2 separate regions of the Mus musculus genome follow, and region 1 is linked to region 2. A link is a contact called in public HiChIP or PLAC-seq data. All regions are on one chromosome and are shown on one strand. Each heading gives the region's core, a stretch centred on a gene start, on an enhancer-like site or on the middle of the called end of the contact. The rest is flanking DNA. Distances are from core to core; before and after follow the strand shown.

Region 1 (5,162 bases), core at 382-2,881, 310 kb after region 2:
CTTAACTCCTCCCACATTCATCTCCCACTCCAAGAGGCTGATTCTTTAAAGGCCTTTTAAGTTACATAGTCAAGCTCAATAAACAGTACCACCTCACTGTAAGTCTCCCCAGCACAGCCCCCCAGGGTGCCTGGACCTAGAGCCAGAGGCTATCATGTACCCAGGTTACATAACGACTGTTGGCTCTGCCCTCTGAAGTGGCTGTGTGCTGCTGCCTCCTCCCCACGTTTATGAAAGAAAGGATTGTGCTGAGTACAGATTAGCGGTTCCTCCCTAGAAATTTGTAAAAGATAATCAGTAATTTATTCAGATCAACATCCCCTACACAGAAAATAACGAATTTCAAAGTTAGTAACAAAACATTCCGAGTTGATTTGGTCACTACATTTGACCATATAGAGAAAAAAAAAAAAAAAAAAAAAAAACATGCCACAAAACTGAATTCTCCTCTTACAGAGCACAACCCGTAACTGGGAGAACCCCCACCCCACCCCTGAATGGAAGTCAGCAACACCCCTCCGACTCCGCCCTTCACGGTGGCTAACTTTGGTCTAAGAAAGCTACAAATACAGGAGTGGAGAATTCAGAGTTGGTTCACTGCACCCTAAGAAATGACACCCTAGAAATTCAAGCTAATTAAGAGCACAACAAGAAAACCAGCACCTGTCACCGACAGCCCACTAGGCGGGACGAGCTGCGGCTGGCGCTCCACACGCACGCCTTCATTTTAATCCAGCTAACCACAACCTTTGCACATGTTCAACTTTACAGACAGGGGAACTGAGAGAAAGAACACTGGTGAATGACCCTGAAATACTGAACGTCTGGCTCTCTTAACAGAATACGCTGCTGGGTGGATTTACATCACATTCTGTGACCCCAATACGTTCTCGTGTGATCAGAACTCTCAAAACCAAAGAAACTAAAAGAACCCATGCTGTGACCGGCGAGTCAGAGATGACTTTATATTTCACAGACTAAATCCAATCCTTGTTGTTGAGATCTAATTATTCAAGTCTGGTGGACCAACGTTGTCATGAAGGGAAGCGGCCGTGGCATTTCAGCCATGATTCTTAAATGTGAGCTCCAGTCTACAGCACATGCTTTCTGAAGAAGGCCACTAACAGCCTCAACACCGTGACTGTCCACACGTCGGCTGCGTCCACCTTGGAGGGTGGGCCTGGCTAGCCCTGGAGGGATCAGCTGTCGTCGCTGTGGCTTATATGAAAACCTGTCCACTCGAGTCATCTTCTGTGGACCCCTCTGCCTTACTCCACGCTCAGTGTTGAGACACTATTTGGTCCTTGGCTCAGTGTCCTAAAATTCAGTCATCTGAATAAACGCCTCGAGTGTGGTCTCTGGACCAGCTTCACTTCTGGGCTTACGTTGCTCTTCTCACTGAGGATTTTGACATACCCTGGAATCAGTAGGCAAAATTAAATATTAACTGGAAGATGTATTGGAGAAATGTGAGCCGTAAAGCAATGCTGTTGAGGCCTTCTGGAAACTGGGCGCCAGGAGCAGAGGAGAGCATGGGAGCAGCCCATCCGACCATCAAGCCACACCCTACACGGAGGGCAGGCAAATGTGAAACTAGAACTGGGGTCTCCCTGCAGAGTGTGCCCTGGAGTGTATGACTCACCCGGTTCTCAGACCATCCTTCTAGACCTCGCTGTGGGAGAACATTCTACAATGTGTAAATGAGGTTGTTGGGAAAACAAGAAACAAAAGCCATCTTTTTAATAGGCCGTGCTTCTGAAGTCACACTGTGATTGTACTAAAAACTAATTCGGGTGTGGCTCTATAAATGGGGGGCAGAGAGGAGACTTGGAGAGGGCCAAGGGAGGACCTGACTCATGTCTCCCACCTTGGCAGGTTTCTTCGGCATGGCTGCCAGTTACACAAGCCCTACCTGGAGTGCAATCTCGTTGATCTTACTCGTGAAGCCTTTACAAACCCATCGAACCAGGAGCTACACAGCATTTGTCAGCTTTGTAGACTTGCCATTTTCTAAAGAAAAACTTCCTTTATCACTCTAAACCATAAGCAATATTAGTGGGGATCAGCAGCACATGGGAATTTGTTTCTTACCTATGGACACCTAATGTTTCAAAATCATTTTTGAAAACTCTAAAATCCTATTCCCAGAAGCTAAGTCTCAAAAATCCTAATTTCATCTTAAGCAAAGTTCATTATAAAACTTCCATTATAATGTTTGACCTTAATATAAGCAAGATACTACTGCTAACGTCAGAATGTTTAAAACACTGTAATATGTCCTTTTGCTTTTTTAAAGGGTTTAAAAGGTTTCTGCTTTCCTACATCTCAGATCCCAAAAATAAACCCATCTGGTAAGGAACCAAAATTTTCATAACCACACATCCCCTTCATTACATCCAGAAAGACTAACAGACAAAAAGCAGTTCTTTAATTCAATAGGTAGGCCAAAGCAACGAAAAGGTTAATATCTGAAAACTCTTACGTAAAAGAAAATCAGCAAACGTCACCCCTCAACAAAAAAAATTTCCATTATGAGTCCAGAAAAATGGCCTCATCAGACACAGCTGTCATCAGTGGCCCGGTTAGGGAATACTAAGACACGACAATGCAGTCAAAGCAGCAGACTCATTCAGAAGAAGAAAGAGGGGGAAAGGAGACAAGGAGAGGACTAAGGTGTGAATGAGCAGAAACCGAGAAGGGTTTTTTCTTTTTAAACAAAAAATAAAGTCATTTTGCAGGCTATCACTAACGAGCAACCGTCCCATCTTGTCACAGAAGAAACATTGCTGACTGGCCCTGATATACAAACAAAATCCCGCTTGAGGGCCGAGTAAACCTGCCTTACTAATACGCAAAGGATCACTGTTAATCTAGAAATCAGTCGGGAGGGTGATCCTTCCGATGCCGTCCTAGGGCCGGGAAAAGCACAGGTTCATGCCAATACGCTCCGTCCTTATGGCTTTATTGGTCACTCTCTGCCACGTGAAAACTGAACACCTAGTGTTCTGGCTTCCCCAGAACGCGGATACTGCCTGCCATACACACACACTTTTGTCAAAGCTGTGTGGAGAGACAGGCGTTATTTAATGTGTGCTGAAGTGTATGTAAAGATGGCTTCAAAAGGCAAGTAAGGCTTTTCGGTGGAATAAGGTCACTTCTGGAAGGTTCTACTCAAGGTGCCTGCGGCACTACACCTGAGATTTGTCTCCTCTTAAAGAGACTCCCCTGGACGCACCCCCTCCTAACCCCACGAGACTCACCAGAATTCTTACCAGTTCTGAAATGAGAAATACGCAGTTCTTCTGACTCCACATCAACCCATGGCTGCTGAGACTGTGGTAAAATCTTAGAGTTGGCGGTAGCAACAAAGGAAAACAGGGTTATGTAGGTCAAAAATAAATCAATCTGACTGACGGGGATTGTAAGCGGATTAGGGGAATAACGGTTAGGAGTGAGCCTCTAAGCAACAAGGGGAGAGGGGGTGGACAGATATGTCAAGATGGAAGACTAGGCTGAGGAGATGCTGGGAAGGAAGGAAAACACTATGGTTGCTTGGCTGAGCCCAAGAAGGGAGCACCGGGAACCTAAGATACTGGGACGCCTGGTTCCCAGGCAAAACATCACTCGTCCTCAGTGAAGCTGCTGAGAGAGGAAGCACCAGAGAACAGGCTTTTGTTGTTATGTTTTTGGTTTGTTATTATTTTTTTAAAAACAGAGCCTCAAGTTGGGCAGCCTGGTTTGGAACTTCTGATCTTCCCGTCTCCGCTGGGATTAATTACGGAGGTGCACTACTAGGCCCTGTCTATGTCAGGCTGGGGTCGAACGCAGAGCACACCACACATGCCCTCTACCAGTGAGCTACAGCACCCGCGAGTAAGTGATCTGCCATCTCTAAGTTCGCTTTTGAAGCCCCTTAGTGGGTAAAACAGGGTGGAACGTTTGTTTTTCTATCGGACCAGAATAGGGAGAACTTTCTGAAGACCACAGACGTAAAGATACAAGGAATGGGTTTGGTCCTGAGATGGAACTAAGATAACGTCACAAGTGAATGAGCAGGCGCCATCGCTCTGCAAATGCCACGACTGTCTGCGTACGGCACGCACCTCTTCTTCCCATGATGGCCCGTGTGGCTGCAGGGGTCTTGTGACTTTTCACCTTTATATTTTATTTTGACCTATTTCTAAAGATAATACACGAACGCGTGATGTAACCTCAGTAGCCAACCTGATGAGATCCAGAGTCAGCAAGCCTGTAGGGAATTATCCTTATAAGGGTGATTACTAAAGAAGGAAGGCCCGCCCTTGTGAGTGATTGGCCAGACTAGGATCCTAGACTCTGTGACAGAGAGAGAGAAAGAGAGGGAGAGAGAGGGAGAGAGGGAGAGAGAGAGAGAGAGGGGGGGAGAGGGAGAGGGAGAGAGAGAGAGAGAGAGAGGAACTAAACTGAGCACAAGTTTAGGCACAATACAACCAGCTGCTTTGAACTTCAGCTGCCTTGACTTCCCCACTATGAGGGACTGGACCTTCGACTGTGAACCAACATCACCCTTCCCTCCTCCCTCTTCAAGCTGCTTGTCAGGGTATTTTCCCCAGATATGACACACAGGTTATCTTGGTTACTTTTCTCCTCAGTGCTGTGAGGATGTGACAGAAGTGTGGCCTACCGTCCACTCTTAGTGTCAGGCATGGCTTCCTCGAGTTTCTGTAGCTCCAGGAGGGGAGGGTGCCGGTACCCAGTTCACTCTCCTGCTCTACTTTATTATTCAGCCTGGAACTTCAGCACATGAGGTCGTGGCCCGGGTAGGTCCCTTCCTTTCCTCCGTAATCCCTCTGGAAATATGCTCAGACATGGGGAGATGTGTGCCAACCTTGGTTTTAAATCCAGTCAAAGCTGATGATGAAGATGAACTCTATCTCAGGGCCTCAGGAGGTGGCCCGGGAGGGTCCTCACCCTGCATTCTACCTGCCCCAGCCTTGGGCCTCACTTTTCCTGGTGTGTGTTGTGGGTGGGGGGTGGGACTGCAAAGCCGATGAGATGGCTCCCTCCAGCTAGCCAGGCGCTCTACTGGAGGATTCCCTTCTGGTTCGCCATCCTTGCCTGCCGTTCCCTGTGGCTTTTTTCATCTGCTTAGGCCTGACCACCCCTCAAATCTCAGCTTACAT
Region 2 (5,151 bases), core at 1,830-4,329:
ATCTAAGAAGTGGAGATAGATACAGTGGGAGAGACCCTTCCCTCACATCCTGAAAAAAATTTTTTATGAATTTGTTAAAAATTGGAGAAATGACTCAGCTGTCAAGTGCACTTGCACTCTTCAGAGGACCTGCAAAATCGTTGTCACTCCAGTTCCCCGAAATCTGGCGCCCTCTTCTGGCCTCCTCTGGCACTGCACGCACGTGGTATACAGACATCCATGGGGGCAAAATACCCATACATAAAATCTTCACTAAAATAAGCAGAAATCACCCCAATCATAGCTCTTTGGTATAATTTCTTCCTACTTATTCTATGCTTTTGTTTGTTTGTTTGCTTGCTTGCTTTTGAGAGAAAGATGCTTGCTATGTAACCTAGGCCGACCCCACATTCTTGATCCTCTTGGCTTAGCTAATCCCAGTGTGCTTACAAACATATCCCATCATAGCCAGGCTTCAGCACTAGTTTCTTCTGTACTTTCATAAAATTTGTCTTTATGATAGTATATACCTTTAATGTTTTGCTTCTTCTTAGCAATAATAGAAGCGTTCTTTCGTTCAATTATTTTAGAACATTAGAGAAAGCATAGGTGTGTCCCAATTTAATAAGGTATGGAATATTTTTTACATGGAGGTTTTTTCCTGTTGTTTAATACTGTGGGTTTTGCTGAAGCAAGCACATATTTTATACATATACATATTGTGATTGTTTGTATATTCTTGGGCCAGCAAGTGGCACTATTAGGAGGTATGGCCTTGTTGGAGTAGGTGTGTCACTGTGGGTGTGGGCTTTAATACCCTAGTCCTAGCTGCCTGGAAGTGAGTCTTCTCTTAGAGGCCTGCAGATGAAGATGTAGAACTCTCAGCTCCTCCTGCACCATGCCTGCCTGGATGTTGCCATGCTCCTGCCTTGGTGATACTGGACTAAATTTATGAACCTGTAAGCCAGCCCCAATTAAATGTTGTCTTTATAAGAGTTACCTTGGAGCTGGGCATGGTGGTGCACGCCTTTAATCCCAGCACTCGGGAGGCAGAGGCAGGCAGATTTCAGAGTTCGAGGCCAGCCTGGTCTACAAAGTGAGTTCCAGGACAGCCAGTCTCGAAAAAACAAACAAACAAACAAACAAAGAGTTACCTTGGCCATGGTGTCTGTTCACAGCAATAAAACCCTGAGACACATATTTTTCCACATCAAGAAATACTTGGATCTCAGATAGGGTGCCATTACGTCTGTGAGGACTGCAGAACTCTTGGAGCAAAGTGCTCTGGGAAGAGCTTGCTATCATTCACACTTGCCTCAGTCTTTCTTGTATTAACATCGCTGCACATCCACAGACGAGGTAAGAAGAAATAGGGAATGGGGGCAGGGTGAGAGGACAAGCCAGGTTAGCTTGTCACCTGAGCGCGAGCGAGCTTTCGTTTCTGGCTCCTGTCCCTGAGCGTGAAGATGCGGTCAGGCTATTTGCTTGTCCTGATTCTCTTGGAGACCTTTGGCCTTGTTTTGTGCACATATCTGGGGAAGCTCGAGATCTTGGACTGTAGAGTGCTACACAGGGCGCTGCTGGCATTCAGTTACGTCACTTGGTGGGAAGATGATGGAAATTAAATGGCTCAGGCTGGATGCTCTGGAGAAACCTCTGGCCATCCTTCTCACCCAGCCCCCCGGTGAATGAATGAAGCCGTCACCCCTGTACCCTGCCCGCCACCTACTGCCTCTCCTCTCTCATTAGCTTGTTGGAGTCATTCTCACTCAAATAAACACAGAGCTTTCCATAAATAACCTTCAAATCCATTCTTCAACCAGAGTGATCTGCCTAAAGCACAAATAGCCCTGTAACCCATTCTAGATGCCCGTGTGATGCCTCATTGCCCATAGAATAACCACCAAGCTTATTCTCCTGAACACAAGGTGTCACAGCCGCCATTCCCTGCTGGCTAGCGCTCTTGTTTCTTATCCCTACCCACAGCAATTAGTGCCACGAGCAGCCAGCTGCTTTAACTGCAGCTCACACCACACACACACACACACACACACACACACACACACACACACACACACATACCATCCATCTCTTGCCTCTGAGTCCCTCAATCCCACCACCCAGCATACCCTCCCTCTCTCCTGGATGATGACTATGTTATAATAGAGTCTACGCAAAATACTCTTATTCCACTGGGCGTGCTGGTTCTTGTCCGTAATCTCAGCACTTGGAGAGGTAAGAATGAGAATCAGGCATTCAAGCCTCATAATGAGTTCAAGTGGAGATCAGCCTGAGATTAGTGAGACTTGTTTCAAGACACATGTACACACACACACACACACACACACACACACACGTGCACAAAAAATACATATACATGCACACATACATACACACATGCACACGCATACTTATGTGTATTCTTTTTTTTTTTTACAAACATAATAATTGCCCTGCTCTGATTATTACCCAAAATACAGGTGGCCTCTTGGTGTGATATTCCCTGGTGACTCCGAAATCACACTGGCCATTGTGGTCTATTTTGAGAAATCACACTGGCCATATGGTTTATTTTGAGCAGTAGAACGCAAGCAAGTTATACTCATCACTTCCAAGTAGACACTTCAAAAAAAGGAGTGTGACTTACAGTGCCTGTTCTCTGTCCCTTTCTGTTTTTACTGTTATGAGGTCAGTAATATTCTAGAGGCTTCTAAGCACCTAGAGTGAAGTCAGTATTCAAAACCTGCCAATGACATGACCTGAGACACATCTCAGTGGGTGTAAGCGCCTGGCCTTTTAGAGTCCTTTGCGTGTCTTATTTAGAGTCCACAATAGTGGATCCTGACGCTGGCAATTGTCTGCTATCCTTATCACTGGGCCTTATCTCTCCCGAGGTTCTGTGGTAGCTGCACCGCCACACAACGCTAGACAATACAACCTCCTATTGGAGGAAGTCCCTAGTTCAAGACTTTTGGCAGGAGGCAGGCTTTACCTCCCACTAAGGAAGTTAAAAATAGCAAACACTTGTTCCCCACATTCCTCCTAGTGAGGGAACAGGCACGTGACCTAAGGTCATCCTTAGAAGCGTCCCACTTAGGGCTTTGGAACCTTGATACAAAGTGGGAACAATGTTGCACAGCGCAGGTTCTATGGCTGCCGGTTGTATTCTCCATCCAGGGAAGTAATAGCAAAGAACACCGAGCCAGGGTCACAGTGTGCATTGTGTAGCGATAAGATTAGCAGAACGTTCCAGTTGAGCGACCCGCCTGGGTTGTCGACTTCTCAGTCCTCCTGGCTCCTGTTCACTTTCTGAGCCTCCCAGGAGCCTCTCCTACAGTTCTCTCAGTAACTCTGATATACCCAAGATCCTTCCAGTCACCGCCTCCGATTCCCCTCAGATTCTCTAGCTGTTTCAAGAGCCCGTAACTGAGAATCTTGTTCCCAGGAATCCCCAGGACCCAAAATGATGCAGGGTCCATATGGAATCATGGTTTTATTTTATGTATGCCTGTGCACCCCGTGCATGCATTGCCTGTGGAGGACAGACAAAGGTGTCAGGTCCTCTGAGACTAGAGTTATAGACAGTTGTCAGATGCCATGTGGGTGTTGAACCAGAAGACTAGCCAGTTGTCTTAACTGCTGAGCCATCTCTTCAGCCCCTCCAACCACATTCAAAGAGTCCAATTTGGCATCTTCCAAAAATCTTACTTATTTACCAAGATCAGACCTCACACTGTAGTCCAACCTGACCTCAGATTCCTAGCAATCCTCCTGCCTCAGCCTCCTAGGCAAAAACCTATTTTTTTAAAAAAAGATTTTTATTGTAATTTATCTGTCCACTAGAATGAATGGGTGTGTGTGTTTGTGTGTGCCCTTGGAGGCCAGATTCCTTGGTCTAGAGTTACATGTAGTTGTGAGCTATCACAGGTTCTTGGAACTGTACTGGGGTCCCCTAGAAGAGTAGCAAGCATGATTAACCACTGAGTCATCTCTCCAGAGGCCCCCAGATGATCTTTGAAAAGCCCTAGTCCTTAATTCTTCTGGTGAGCATTAAAGGGAATCCCACCCCTGAGCTGTACTCAGCCACACTATTCTCTTTCTCTACACTGCTTCACTCCGAGAAGGCTCCTCACGGCTGCCCCACCCCAGCCTCCGGCCGTCCAGTGCCTGCAGCTCTTCTCCTTTTACCACCCCCACCCCCACCCAGGCCCCCACTGTCTTGGCTCACTGTTATCAATGACATCTTACAGCGACTGGCTGGGTCCTTCCTTCTTTGTTTCACCTCCCAGATCTTGTTACCCCTTCTCATTTCCCCAACGCTGCATCATGAATTCTGCAAGTCTGAGAATCAAATTGACCACAATTCTCTGTAAAGGTGTATCTCCCAGGCCATAGCCACCTCCTAACTTCTGTAACTTGCACCAGGCTACTGTTGCTTTTATTAAATTGGGGACATCCTAACATCCAAGAATGGAGAGCCACTCTTGAAAACCTGCATTTCCAGGTTGAAAAAAAAAATGTGGTGTGCTGAAGAAATGGCTCAGCAGTTGAGAGCACTTGCTGTTCTTGCAGAGGCCCTGGGCTGGCTCCCAGCACACACATCAGGTGGCTCACAGCCCCCTGTTACTCCAGCTCCAGGGGATCCGGATCCAATGCCTTCCTCTAACCTCTGTGGGCATACATATCATACACACAGTGCACATACAGACATGCAAACACAGGCAAGCAAACATACACACACATACAATGTGCACATACAGACAATCTCGCATGCACACACAGAGAACAACATTGATACCCCATTTCTTCAATGTAAGAATCAGCCAGAGTCAACCTTTTATAGAACACCACCCCACTTCTCCTTGACCCCAGTTAGTGGTTCAAACACAACTTGTTTCATCTTTGCTCCAGAAAGGCCTAAAAATACCCATAGGTTAAAAAGCACCTCCTCTTTAGGGATGGGGTGTAAGGAGGGTCACAAGAAGGACATACATGGCATTATAAATCCTTTCCTGCATATGTATCAAAAGATGGCCTAGTCGGCCATCACTGGAAAGAGAGGCCCATTGGACACGCAAACTTTATATGCCCCAGTACAGGGGAACACCAGGGCCAAAAAGGGGGAGTGGGTGGGTAGGGGAGTTGGGGTGGGTGGCTATGGGGGACTTTTGG

What was found. HiChIP or PLAC-seq counts read pairs in DNA pulled down with a chosen protein or histone mark.
Region 1: a contact with region 2 is called in an H3K27ac HiChIP or PLAC-seq map of embryonic stem cells, with 7 read pairs. The contact joins two enhancer-like sites. A contact is called at or near these places in 3 of 484 Hi-C or Micro-C datasets (all in embryonic stem cells) and 1 of 115 datasets of contacts at active chromatin or transcription factors (embryonic stem cells).

The regions. Positions count from the first base shown.
Region 1 is chr5:73,209,235-73,214,396 of GRCm38.p6, forward strand. All of the region lies in intron 2 of Fryl (FRY like transcription coactivator), which reads right to left. Among named protein-coding and RNA genes, the nearest start is that of Fryl, 45 kb to the right of the region's middle. Within about 2 kb of position 1,632, at least 72 of the 459 cell types and tissues checked have an H3K27ac peak or open chromatin away from gene starts, as enhancers often do. A contact at or near this core is called in embryonic stem cells, where this site is marked.
Region 2 is chr5:72,894,007-72,899,157 of GRCm38.p6, forward strand. No RefSeq gene overlaps it. Among named protein-coding and RNA genes, the nearest start is that of Slain2, 18 kb to the right of the region's middle. Within about 2 kb of position 3,080, at least 30 of the 459 cell types and tissues checked have an H3K27ac peak or open chromatin away from gene starts, as enhancers often do. A contact at or near this core is called in embryonic stem cells, where this site is marked.